2 separate regions of the Mus musculus genome follow, and region 1 is linked to region 2. Evidence: chromatin contacts called from public HiChIP or PLAC-seq data. All regions are on one chromosome and are shown on one strand. The core of a region is the stretch at or near the end of the contact, and the rest is flanking DNA. Distances in the headings are between cores, read along the strand shown. Region 1 overlaps Micu1 (mitochondrial calcium uptake 1). Region 2 has its middle 20 kb from the start of Mcu.

Region 1 (6,593 bases), core at 1,768-4,267, 86 kb after region 2:
CTGCCTGTGGCCAAACATGATCTCACTTGCTGCCTAAAAAAAACAACCTGGAGAAACATTGCCCTTAACAGCCTGACCACTCGCGCTTACACATGTCAACTATAGCATGTGTGCGTGCCTTTGAAAAAAGCTGACTGCCATGTAGGCTTCTGGAAGCTCTTGCTGCTCATCCCACTGTGGCTTCGGAGTGTAAGTGAGACTGCAGCTGGACCTGAGGGAAGGCTTTCGGGAACCATCCTGGCTTCAGTGCCCTGGTGACGTCTCTCTTCCACTCTCGCTGGTGTCCACCAGTGACATCGCTTCTTTCCCTCTCCATCTGGTATTGAAGATCTTATTCTAGAAAGATTCCCACAACTTATCAACAGAATGAGGAGAATGTGATGTTATAGCATGCATGGACAGTCATCACTTATTTGTGAGGATGCATTCTGAAGTGGTTCATGAACACTGTAGAGTTACAGTTACATAATCTAAGGTATCATTGAGCTTGTGTGTGTGTGTGTGTGTCTGTCTGTCTGTCTGTCTGTCTGTCTATGTAAGTAATGAGATAGATAATTTCACTATGTAGTCCTGACTAGTCTAGAACTTGATATGTATGTAGACCAGGCTTACCGTGAACTCCTTGAGATCCACCAGCCTGTGCTTCCCACGTGCTGGGATTAAACAATCTGAGCATCCATTCACAGATGCAGACCATGACCCAGAGTGGTGTCTGACTATGTTGAGGGTAAAGGAGTAATTATATTTTCAAGGGCTTCTTAAAATCAAGCAGGATCAGGACAGACATTAGCTAGGGTTTGACAATATGAAGACTACCCTGATAAGAATGTCATATCAATTGTGATAACAGTAAGAGTGGCGTCGGGTGGATCAGCCGGGCTGAAAATCTCACTGTGGTGAGTTACACAGAGGCTGGAATCTGAGGAGAGACCACTGAGGAAAGATGCCACTGAGTAAGCACAGAGTGGTGAGGCAGTAACTGTCGGGTATGGGCTCAAGTGAGGACATACGTCTTTTTCATTTTATTTATTAAGTCAGTAATGTGTGCAGGCTAGTGCCACATCGTGCCTATGGAGGTCAGAGGACAGCTTTGGGGAGGTGGTTCTCTGTCCTGTATGGGATCTGAGGAGCAAACTCAGGTCAAGGTTTTACACACAGACACTTGGTGTGCCATCTTGCCAGACCAGAGAAGGATTTTTTTTTAAAATTTTAAAATATAACAGAATATGTGTCTATATAGTAATATTTTAGAGTTCCAATAAAAAGAAAAGATCTAGAAAGAGAGTTTCTTTTCCCTCACCTGTAATTCCTTTTACAGTTTGCCTTTTGTAATCATTCTCTGGAGACTGCCCTCCTGTTAACTCGGATTTGCCTTCAAGATGCTCTGCTCGTCTGGTGTACTAGTGACTCTGGTTCCAGCTACTCAGAAAGCTTGAGGCAAGAGCATTGCTTCAGTCCAGGAGCTTGAGGCCAGCCTGGGCAATGTAGTGAAATCCCATCTCAACAGTGACAGGCGTTCTGTGAGACTAAGGCACTTCAGCTCTCTTGGTAGACTGTGTACCAGAACCCTGATCATGCTTGTGGACTTGGGGGCTTAATGCTGCTGCTGAGCCATACACACAACTCAGTGTTTTCAGCTGGCTACTTATAAAATGGGTGGGGAAGGAAAACTATTATTCCTTTAGCTTCTCCAAGGTCTTCAGTTGGGCTCATTGGAATGAAAAATAGATTAGTGGAGGAAAGAAAATAAAATGGCAGGTTATTAACATACGTATGTCATCTACATATAGGAAAAATGAGTTCATTTCAAAGAGTGGACCTTAAAATTAAATTCAATCTTCTGCTGAAACCAAGGGTTCTTTTGCCTGCACCTCCTGTTCTGAAGGAGGAGCTCTGGGATTTCAGGTGTACACCACCACGTCTGGCTTTTTGAAGGTGGGTTCTGTCAGGCTTGCTCTGTGTCCTCTACCCTCTGAGCCCTCGTTCTACCATCCCCCAACCCCCATCGTTCTCCAGGGCTGCTTCTCTCAGGCCATGCTTTCTTATTACAAGAGATTTTTTTTTCAAAGAAAAAATTTCTCTCTCTCTCTCTCTCTCTCTCTGTGTGTGTGTGTGTGTGTGTGTGTGTGTGTGTGTGTGTGTGTGTGTGTATGTGTGTGTGTGTATGTGATAAAAACTCTTCAGTTTGGCACTCAGAGATCTTCCCGATTGAGATCAGCCACACTCAATCAGGAAGATCTCTGAGTGCCTGATCTAGTCTCCCGGTCTTGCCAGAGCAGCTCTTCAGCTTGTGCGCTGGCTCTACTCCTCTTTGTCACCTTGAGAATCCCCTAGGGCCCTTTCCTTCTGGTGATGACCACAGTCCCTCCACTGTGTGTGCTCTTTGTGCTCTTTGTTGCTGTTGTCAGAAGCAAAGCTATTCATATCTACACATGCGCACATCTGGGAAATGGTCATTTAAAAATGAACCAGAAAAGGAAAGAGTAAGAAGTTATATGGTAGGAGGAAAAGATAAGGGTTGGCCTCCTTTGGATTTTATTAGCATATGTGCAGAAATGGGAGATGAGCTCTGGGATGGGGGAGGGGAGGCTGCTGGAATTGTGTTTCTGAAGCTTAAGTCACAGAAAGTAAATGTGTCCCCATTCTGTCTATATGGACAGCAGATAAAGTTCCTGCGTTGACAGTGAGCCTGGCCTGGGATCCTCCCTCAGTCTCAGGGAAGAGTCAGTAACAGGCCAGTGACTGGATCTGACATGAGTCCCGATAGCCAAACACAGTTATTTTAGTAAATTAGAGGTTGTTAACATACATAAATATTAGGAGTAAGGACCTGTGTAATTAATACTACACAGATGTTTCTCTTGTGGAAATAAATAGTTAAATAGTCTATGCCTAGCTGTGCCCAACTGTGTGTCTACAAAAGGGGGAAAAACATTTGGAGGAACTCAGAGCTGAGTCAGGAAGCAGGTCTCTGGGTAAATACATTGCCCTGGGTAGATGCATGCCAAGTCCAGGGTCATTTAAATTACAGAGCAGTGTGCTATGCAGGGTGGACACCATGCATGCACAGAGGGAGAGGTGACTAACTCAGTGCATTCCTTACCAAAGGTTAAGTAAGGGCTCTGCCTTCCTGTGGAGAGAGAGAAGGAGGAAGGACCAGTTGTGGCCTCCAGGTCATTGCTGAGAGGGAAAAAAAAATCATTCTCCATTAATTCTCTTGATAGAACTGTCTAAAAAGAGCCTAAGGTTTGGGGCTGTCCCTGACTTTCTGCCCTTCCATCAGAATTTTGAGCTGATCTGAGGCTGACAGTGAAGAGAGATAAAAGCTGACTGAGCGCCTCTGCCACTTCTAGTCTTTGTTGCTGTGTCGATGTCTGCATGTGGAGGCCAGAGGCCAGCCTCGGTCTTGGCCATGTTCTCTAGGCACCATCTACCATCTGGCTGTGGATTTTTTGTTGTTATTGTTGTGGGGTTTTGTTGTTCTTGTTTTGTTTTTGAGACGGGGTATCCCTGGCCCAAAGTTTGTCAAAGCTGCCCAGTGATCTATCTGCCTGTCCTGATTTATTTTGTTGGGTTTTAGTTATTGTTTTGAGACAGGGTTTCACTGTGTAATCCTGGCTGTCCTGGAACTTACTATGCAGACCAGGCTGGCTTCTATCGCCCAAGTGCTACTATGAAAGGCACGCACCAGTCTGCGAGGCTTACAAATCAACATGGACTCTGGGAGCTGATAAGATCCTTGTGTTTGTAAAGTACCATGGAGCCCTCCATGACTCCCTCGCGCCCATTTAGAATTTGTTTGTACTTCGTTAGGTAGCATTTTAGAAATGCCGTTTTAAAATGTTTCAAGGAGCCGGCAAGATGGCTTAGCTGTTAAAGGCCCTTGCCACCAAGCCTAACAGCCCAAGTTCAATATCTGGGATATACCTGGGGATAGAAGAGAACTGACTTCTGTCAGTTTTCCTCTGGCCTCCACACATATGCCATGGCATCTGTGCATGTACACACACACACACACACACACACACACACATGCATACTCACACACACACACTTAAGCATGTAATAAAAATGTAAAAAGAATGTTTCAAATATGTCTTGCTTCCTTAGAACCTAAACTATTGGTCATCTTTCAGATGACTCTCATGGCCGGCCAGCATGGATTTAATCAGGTCATTTTTAGAAAGTGCCTTAGTCACTCTGTTGGATGTTGAATTTGTTCTCGGCTGAGGCCGTGAAGAGCCCCCAGTTTTTGTGGCTCTCACTGTCAGACATCTTTTCTCAGCAGCGACCTGAAGGTCTGCCATGCTCAGCTGTTTCAGCTGGAGCGGACAGTGATTTGTTCAAGCCTCTTTCTTGTGGAAGCCAGGTGGAAGGGCCAGTGTCTACTTCCAGAATGGTCTCTAGGTGTCACAGAGGAAGACTAACAGCAGCATGTGCTAAAAGGACTTTGCAGAACTCCTCTGTGTTCCTCGGAATGAGGGACACGATGAGACACGCACCCCAAATTAAAAGATTAGGAAAGCAGAGTTCGCCTCTGGGATGCGGGCTGTGAAGTTGAGTGTGTGTTGAGCAGTAATACGAACAAATATGGATGTGTCTGTCTTATGATGGAAAAAAAAGTCTATTTAGAGTTAGTCAGCAGGACCCAATGGGAAGGGTATTCAGGAGGGACGCAGGCCTCCTTTCCTTCAGAGCTCATCGGGTGACACAAGAGCTTCTGCACAGCTGTGTCAGGCATCCTTGACATCTGTAGGGAGCACGGGTGTGCTGTCTTCCGTGCTCCTTGGGGGAGCTTGATGATTTTCAGTGCCCAGGCTTATTTCTCTTGAGGGCGCCCTTCAGACAGTATGTGAGCTGCTTCCGTGTCCAGGCTGCCAGGAAGGTGGGTGTCATGCACTCTGGTTTGCTCTATGGATGTCAGCACAGCGTTCTCAGCCTTTGAAACCTTGTTTTGGTGATTGAGAAGGGCAGGGACTTCACTCTTGGTACCATCTTGATGAGGTCCCAATACTAAACAAAACGTTAAAGCAGTGGTTCTTAGCCCAGAGGGTTCTCTAATGACCTATTAACAGGGGTAGCATATCAGATAGTCTGCACATCAGATATTTACATTATGATGCATAGCAGTAGCACAATCACAGTTCTGAAGTAGCAATGAAAATAACTTTATGATGGGGGGGAGGTGTCACCACACACAAGTAACTGTATTAAAGGGTAGCAGCATTGGGAAGGTTGAGAACCACTGCATTGAAGGAATTTCTTTCTTTAGTATTTATATTTTAACTGTGACATGAAAAGAATCTGGTAGGGAGGGAGCTTTCCCAGGGCTAGCAGTGAGAAAGGGTTAAATCAAACTTCAATGGCTTTAATGGAAGCACCTCTCAGCATTAAGGCATGAAATAGCAAGAACTTCCAGCTACAATGTGGCACCGTCTAGCTTCAAGCTCTGGACCCCACTGCTTTCTCCCATGGATTTTCAGGCGCGAGTCACACTTGAGCAACTTTCTCCCTTTAAATTTCCTGTTTCTCACCAGGAGCCGGGCGTGCAGGGGGAGAGCTGTCCCTTCTGATTCTGTGTGCTCTCATTGTTACTTCTGTGCTGTTCGCACCTCAGTGGGACATTCAGGAGCTTCCCCTGATCCAAGTGCCTGACCAACAGATTCTCCTGCCATGAGTTCTTGTGGCTTTTCCTGGCATTCCCCCAAAATGGCTTTCTAGTACATTTTGCTGATATGATACCTCGGTAAAATTCCCAAGTTTCCATAGTTTTGTCCTCTCCATAAGATCTGGGAATCATCCCTGGTTGGGCTGGCCCCTTTGGATGCTCTCCATTAGGCCTGGAATCCATGGCTGCTTGAGCTGCCATCTCTTTACATCTGGTTAACCCTCCTGTTAGAATTAACTGTATTTTAGATCAGGATTTCTCTGTTTAACTTAGCACGTAGTTTCTGTCTTCAAATTTAACTTTGATTCCTTTGAGTTATAAGTAGTTAAGTAGTAGCTCTGTTCTCATAAGTTGTTCTGAGGCCAATTAACTGCAAAACAGTATGGTGTCTGATAGTATTTCATCAGCGTTTGGTGATGTAGCTGCCACCACCACCATCATGATCATTATCGTCACCACCGGCAGCATCTAAAAGTGACGTTTCTATCATTTGTCCACAGGATGTTTCGTCTTAACACCCTTTCTGCGTTGGCAGAACTAGCTGTGGGCTCTCGCTGGTACCATGGGGCATCACAGCCCACACAGACCAAACGAAGATTGATGCTGGTGGCGTTCCTGGGAGCATCTGCAGTGACTGCAAGTACCGGTCTCCTGTGGAAGAAGTGAGTGTTATTTCAGGCTTGCTTTTACATCAGAATTTCTTTGCTGAATTGTTTGGTATTGATGATGTTGGTCTATGGAATAAGGTTTATCAGCTAGTCGTGTCCCCCTGCCAGAGCAGTGGAGACCAAACAGCTCCTCAAGCGCTGCCTGCTGCCCCTGCTGCATTTTTCATCGAAATGAAACATTGCTTTAGAAAAGGGATGTTTTCTGAAACTTCAAACTTAGGAACTAAGTTGCCACAGGAAACTAATCCTTGTACTCT
Region 2 (6,798 bases), core at 3,865-6,364:
AGGGTTGGCCACAGATGTCTTAAACATAAAACAATAAATGCCCACACCCTGTTCTCTTCTATTTATTTCCCATTTCTCCTGGTCTATTTTAAGAACTTGGAATGGACCATATTACCCTTGAGACTGGCACATTGGGCTCATCAGCCCACTGAAGCCCTGAGCTTCACTAAGCTCGCTGACTCACACCCTCCATGCACAAAGGCAACAGCCGTGAACTTTTAGTGTCTTTCTCTTCCCCTGACTCCTAATGAACTTCAGCTAACCAAGATCCTTTTCTATGACGCAAACAAATATTGAAGTAGATGAAATGGCAATGTTGAAAAAAATTCGATTTGAGATTTTCTTTAGGTAAGCCAAAAAGAATCATTCTGTCTGCCTCTAAGGGAACATTGACTGAACTGATATTAGGTAGAAGAGCCTTATAGCATTACAGCAATGGTGATTTTATGAAATTCAGCGATTCCATCCTGCAGCTCAGTGGTAAGGAATGTGGAGGCTTACACTGTCTTCAGGTCTAATGCTGGCTCATAATCACCAGCCTCATCACCTTCTATAATAGATTTTTTTAAAATCTCTCTAAAATGTTACTATGTAAAGAGAAATGTCCTTTTATTTTATACATTTCTATTTTATATATATTTGTTTATGTTATTGTATATATAGCCTTTTTATTTTATACATATTATATAAATTACATATTATATTACAATTATATTGGATATATCCTTTTTATTTTATACATTTTTATTTTAAAAATATATTTATTTTATTTTATATATCTATTTATATATAATTTATATAATTATAATATATTATTTATAAATTTTATTATTTGTATAAGATATATAATGTTATATATATATGTATGTATAATCATATATATGTATATATAACATATGTAATATATTATATGTACATATTCTATACTTTTTATTATAGAATTATTTTCACTAGCATTTTTAGGTACCTCGTGGTCTCTGAGTTTTGGCCAAATCAATTCTATTTGGAAAAGATATATTTATATTTATCTTTTATATTTATAAAATATAAAAGTTTATATTGCCACTGTCTCCAAAGGGTCTACAGAAAAAATATAGGTGGAGGAGATGCTTAAAGAAAACCAAGTCGATCCACGGGGTTGTTTGGTGGTTGAAAATTCTCCTCATGATGTGAATCATTGTTCCTAATCAAGAAGCAGTTTACTAATTCAGAGCATCTATACCATGTTAACTAGATAGCAAATACCTGGGCTGACAGCTGAGGATATCACTCAGTTGATCCTAGTTATGCCAGGATTTCTGCAAAGTGCTAAAGAAAGGTACGTAGGCAGCCAGGAATCTTGATCTCTAACAACAGCTGGCAGGTTGCCTCTAATCCGTTTAATTCTGTGTTTATGTCAAACCTGAATTTTGTTGGAATTTTCATGTATCTTATAGAGACAACAGAAGACTTGACAGATAAGTCATCTCCTATCCAATTGCTGAAAGAAGTGTTTATCCTTATAATGAACCATTTTAATTTGTTTTAAACACAGCATTTCATTGTATTATCTAGGCTGGCCTCAAACTGGACTTAAACATTCTTCCTGCATTGGCCTTCAAAGTAGCTGTGACTGCAGGCTCACACCACCACATATTTTAAGTTTGGGGTTACTTATTTTGAGACAGGATCTTACTGGGTAGCCCAAGCTACCTTTGAACTTGCTATGTAGCACAGGATAATTTTGAACTTGGGATTCATTTGCCTCTGCCTGCCACGAGCTGGAATTAAAGGCAAAGACGATTACTGTCTTAGTTAGGGTTTGACTGCTGTGAACAGATACCATGACCACGGCAACTCTTATAAGAGCAACATTTCACTGGGGCTGGCTTACAGGTTCAGTGGTTCAGTCCATTATCATCAAGGCAGGAACAAGGCAGCATCCAAGCAGGCATGGTGCAGGAGGAGCTGAGAGTTCTATATCTTCATCTAAAGACTGTTAGTGAAAGACTGACTTCCAGGCAGCTGGCATGAGGGTCTTAAAGCCCAGTCCCACAGTGGCACACCTATTCCAACAAGGCCACACCTACTCCAACAAGGCCACACCTCCAAATAGTGCCACTCCCTAGGCCAAGCATATTCAAACCATGACGATTACTATTACACTTGGCTTTTGATTAAGTTTTGGAGATGATAAGGAAAATGCATTTTGTAATAAATCTGTTACAGATCCAAAATCAGTCCCAAAGCTCTACTCAGAGATGTTGCTCAGTGGTAGAGCTTTAGATGTATAAGGAGCCCTGGTGTTTCCCTAATAGCAAATAATAATAATATAGAATAATAAGAATCCAGGCGTGGTTTTGCCTACCTGTAATTCTAGCACTTGAAACACAAGAGGATCATGACCCCAAGGCCTGCCTGGTCTATATAATGAGATCCTTTTGCTCTCTCAAAAGAGAAAAAGGATTCAAAGCTCAGACACAGACACAAATCATGTTTCTAAAAAGTAACCCAAGGTACAAAGAAGGCAGCCAAGTAAGACTTAAGGTACAGGGCTGGGCTGGGAGCTGACAGGGATCTTAGCAGGCATGTCAGAACTGTGGGTGCCTGGCAACAATGTTAGGGATTAGTAACCAGGAGACCAGAGTTGAAAACCAGACACTGCGGTTACATTGGTTACAAATGTACCCATGATCAACCTTGCAACTGCTTGATGACATATTTTTATTCCTTCATAAAAAAATATATATATATATATGGCAATTAACATATCAAAGAGTATCCGGGGATCTTAGACACTGAGGAATACTTAGTGAATAATACAGACAAAGACTTTGTGTAGTTTATATTCTATTTGGGGTTGGGATGGGAGGAATCTATCAACAAGTAAAGCACAGAGTAAGTTAATAGAAATGAGTCTATGTAAAAAATCCAAGTGGAAAATTCTGTGGGTAATAAGTGGAAATACAATTTTTATTCCTTTGCCTGTTTTTGAGACAGAGTCTCACTGTGTAGCCCGGCTCTCCTGGAACTCACTCTGTAGACCAAACTGGCCTCGAACTCAGGGATCTGCCTGCCTGCCTGCCTGCCTGCCTGCCTGCCTGCCTGCCTGCCTGCCTGCCCAATACTAGGATTAAAGGCGAACTCCACCACTGCCTTTTTAAACAATGTTCTGAGGAAAATGTTCTCTGGGAAGACGGTAAGGAAGAGCGGGGCAGGGCTGGCCAACTCAGCAGTGAAGTGCTGAGCTAGCCAATGAAAAGCCTCAGAGCTACAGGAAAAAGAAAAGAAACGAAACGAAAACCAAGCGTGTCAGTCATGACGGTCTTCTGGAGAAGACTACATATACTACATGGGACTCAGACTCTGCTGAGGTGTTCCTGCAGGGACCAGGGAGGACCAGGGAGGAACACAGGTAGTTGAGCGGCTTGAGCAGAGTGGTAGGTAAGGTCAGAAAAGTGGGGAGATTTGTCAATGATGTTGGGGTCCCTGGACCACTGTAACGATTTCCGGCTTTCACTTGGAGTGAGGTACGAGGCTGTCCGAAAATACTACACAGAAAGAAAGCACATATTGCAAGTTAAAAGGACCCTCCTGCTTTCTGCTTTCTGCTTTCTGCTTTCTGCGCATGTGCTCATGGTGCAAGGGTATAAGCAGGACCATTTTCTCAGGACAAAAGAATAACAGTTTGCACAGGCTGGGGGTGATGGAGAAAGAGAAGTGATGGAACCTGGATGTTGTTGGGAAGTGGAGCCATCAGGATGTGGCAAACATCTGGAACGATGGAATGAAATGACATGAGAGCAAGGGGCAGTCAAGTACAGCCTAGAAACCTAGAGAGAGCGGGAGGGGGAGGGAAAGAGGGAGGAAAAGAGAGAGAGAGATGTTTTTTTATCGAAATGGGGAGGAAAATGAGAAGGTTCTTAATCTTGCTTGAGGCACAACACCAGACACATTGCAGTCTTCGTGTTTGCTGTTAACCTAATCAAAATCAGTGTCTGTGTATTTGGGTCAAGAGTTGCTTTAGATAAAAAAGAAAAATAAATAAATAAATAAAATGACTTGTTAGCTTCCAGACTAAGCTTTTGTTTCAGACTCTGAGATAAATTTAAATCCAGTGATGTGCTACAGATGGTTTTACTCAAGAGCCAGGCTATTGGAAAAGCACTGGAGAAACTTAATACTTCTTAGGCATTACATCATCTGGATTTACAGGTGGGAAAGTACACTAGAAACAGAGGAGAACATACTTAAAAAACTCATTACTTATTTCCTACATTTCACTATGGTCTGGCTTCTGAAGCAACGTCCCAGAATGTGTCTGTGCAGTATAGTACGTACTGCCCCCGTGCCTCCCCTTCCAACAAGGCGCTGATTTCTGCGGCCATAAAAATAATGCTTAAAAATACTTAAGCCAAGTAATTATGCTCACTGTGAAGTTTTACCGAACTAGGGACATCATTTAAAAGAAAAGACAAAAAAAAAGGACTGAAACTTTAAAACTGAGCCAGTGAACACCAGTGCTAGATGTCAGGGGCTCTTACTGGGCCAGGAGACAGGGACTTAAGATGCAGGGACTGACAAATGCTAAACATTAGAGTGTGAGCAAGCTGGCCGTGTCTTATAAATACATGCAGGGATAACAGCATTACATTGTACTTCTCTTGCAGGTCTCCCCCTCTAGACAGCAAGGGTTGGGAACTAAAAAAAAAAACCTGAGTAGAACCTGCAGGAATTCCACACAGCTAAATGCTTTACATACTGATCCAGTTAGGAACTGCTAAGAGAGATGAGCATCCCACGTTCAATCAATGCTTTATAGGATTAAGCCTGAACCAAATCACCAGCCGTTAACAGGATAGACTAGTGGCTTCGGACTGCTTCTTTGTATATTTGGTATTATGGCCAAGATGAGGAGAAACGGGCTAGTCAATGCCGGTGAGACACTCATCGGCAGGCTTCTTTAAAAAGAGATGTCAAAGACTCTAAAGACATTGGTTACTTCAGTGAGGCGGCTAGAAAAACAACTGCAGTTTGTTGCTTTAATGTTACAAGAAAGGCAGCTGGGATCCAGAGAATAGTTGCGGGTTCCTGAGGGAAAGAAAGGGAATGAGTCATTTTGTTGGAGTGTGAAAAATAAAAAAATTGGAATGTGTCTTAAGGTCCTGGCCAAGACCCAGTGGACGATAACAGAGAGCGCAGCATTTAGTGCTCTGGTATTTCACTGTTAGGTATGCATATCAGAGCTGAGGGTGTAGCCCCATAGACAGCCTGCTTGCCTAGCACCTGTACGGCCATGGGTTCAACTCCTCAGCATCTTGTGTACTGGAGTAGTAGGACACATCTATACTCCTAACACTTGGATGGCGTACAAGCTGCTTTTGTTTGTCAACTTGACCAAGCTGAAGTCAACAGAGAAAGGAGCTTCAGCCAAGGAAATGCCTCTATGAGATCCAGTTCTAAAGCATTTTCTCAATTAGCAATCAATACAGGAGGGCCCAGTCCACTGTGGGCAGTACCACCCCTGGGCTGGTGGTCCTGAGTTTGATAAGAAAGTAGGCTAAGCAAGCCATGAGGAGCAAGCCAGTAAGCAGCATCCTCTATGGCCTCTGCATCAGCTTCTGCCTCCAGGTTCCTACCCTGTTTGAATCCCTGTCTTGACTTCCTCCAGGGATGAACTATGATCTGGAAGTGTTAGACTCTGAATAAACCCTTTCCTCCCCAACTTGCTTTTTTGGTTTTTTTTTTTTTTTTTTTTGGTTTTTTGTTTTTTTGGTGTTTCGTCACAGCAGTTCCAAACCCAACTATGACAGATGATCAAACATAGTGAGTTTGAGGCCACCCTGGGCTACATGAGAGCCTACAAAACAAAACAAAACAAAAAAAAGTACTCAGTGTTCTGTGGTTTCAGGAGCCTGAAACAAGAGGATCTGGTGTTCAAAGCCAATCCGGGATATATGGAGAGACTCTGTCTCAAAACTATACAAATGAGATATATTGTCCACAAGCATGGCAGTTACAACAAAGAAAAGCTGAACTTGACGAAAGAGGCAATGAGAAAAACTCCATTCTTGATCTGCAACTTTCTCCAGTCTTCCCCATTTTAAGGATTCCTGAGTGGTGCTAAAAACCATACTTCCCATTTTACTTGGATAGATTCATTCTCTAGCTCCCATCCTTGCTTACTGGCTTTTGATTTTGAACTTTCAATGTCTTTGTACTTTTCACATGTATCAGGATGCAAAGCTCTCTCCCCTGTCGCTCCGGTGCCACCATGGCGCCATTCTCCTCCTTCCTCTCCGCGATAATAACGAGCTGCAACTGTAAGCGAGCCCCTACTTAAATGCTTTCTTTTATAAAAGTTGCTTTTGGTCACAGTGTCTCTTCGCAGCAATTTGAAGTTGAGCGTGTACCAAGTGTTCCTGTCCACCGTTTTAACCTCTGGAACAAATATTCATGACCCTAAGTGGAGCACGACAAGAAATCTTTTCTTCTTCAACTCTGACCTTAAGTTGAGACCACTCAGGACTGCACCTGCCTCTAAAGTGAGGTTGTTTAGGCTTCTCACACTAAATCTTCCTGTTTCCTTTGTTTGGAGGGCAGGGCGGGCATTGCTTTAGAAATGGCCTCTGTGCTCTCCTTAACTCCTGCAGGTACCAAATCTTCCTCCACACCTATACTCCTTGACCACGCTTGTTTTTGTCTTTGTGTTCGCCAAGATTTGCTGAGCCAGTTGATTTGATTGTGTTACCAAAACCTGCTTTTCTTTTCCTTTGAGGTCTTTTTGCTTTCTTGCTTTATTTTATTTGCCTCTAAGTA

Evidence for each region. HiChIP or PLAC-seq counts read pairs in DNA pulled down with a chosen protein or histone mark.
Region 1: an HNF4G HiChIP or PLAC-seq map of pancreatic cancer cells shows a contact between it and region 2. The contact joins two enhancer-like sites. A contact is called at or near these places in 1 of 39 promoter capture datasets (pre-B cells), 3 of 484 Hi-C or Micro-C datasets (the G1E-ER4 cell line, muscle stem cells and myocytes), 4 of 115 datasets of contacts at active chromatin or transcription factors (CD4 single positive thymocytes, double positive thymocytes, embryonic fibroblasts and 1 more) and 3 of 9 other capture datasets (adipose tissue, liver and pancreatic islet).

The regions. Positions count from the first base shown.
Region 1 is chr10:59,721,789-59,728,381 of GRCm38.p6, forward strand. Micu1 (mitochondrial calcium uptake 1) reads left to right here. Exons shown (of 12, transcript NM_144822.3): 2 at 6,169-6,330. The coding sequence starts at 6,170. Among named protein-coding and RNA genes, the nearest start is that of Micu1, 23 kb to the left of the region's middle. Within about 2 kb of position 3,018, at least 49 of the 459 cell types and tissues checked have an H3K27ac peak or open chromatin away from gene starts, as enhancers often do. A contact at or near this core is called in embryonic fibroblasts and pancreatic cancer cells, where this site is marked.
Region 2 is chr10:59,633,652-59,640,449 of GRCm38.p6, forward strand. No RefSeq gene overlaps it. Among named protein-coding and RNA genes, the nearest start is that of Mcu, 20 kb to the left of the region's middle. Within about 2 kb of position 5,115, at least 83 of the 459 cell types and tissues checked have an H3K27ac peak or open chromatin away from gene starts, as enhancers often do. A contact at or near this core is called in embryonic fibroblasts and pancreatic cancer cells, where this site is marked.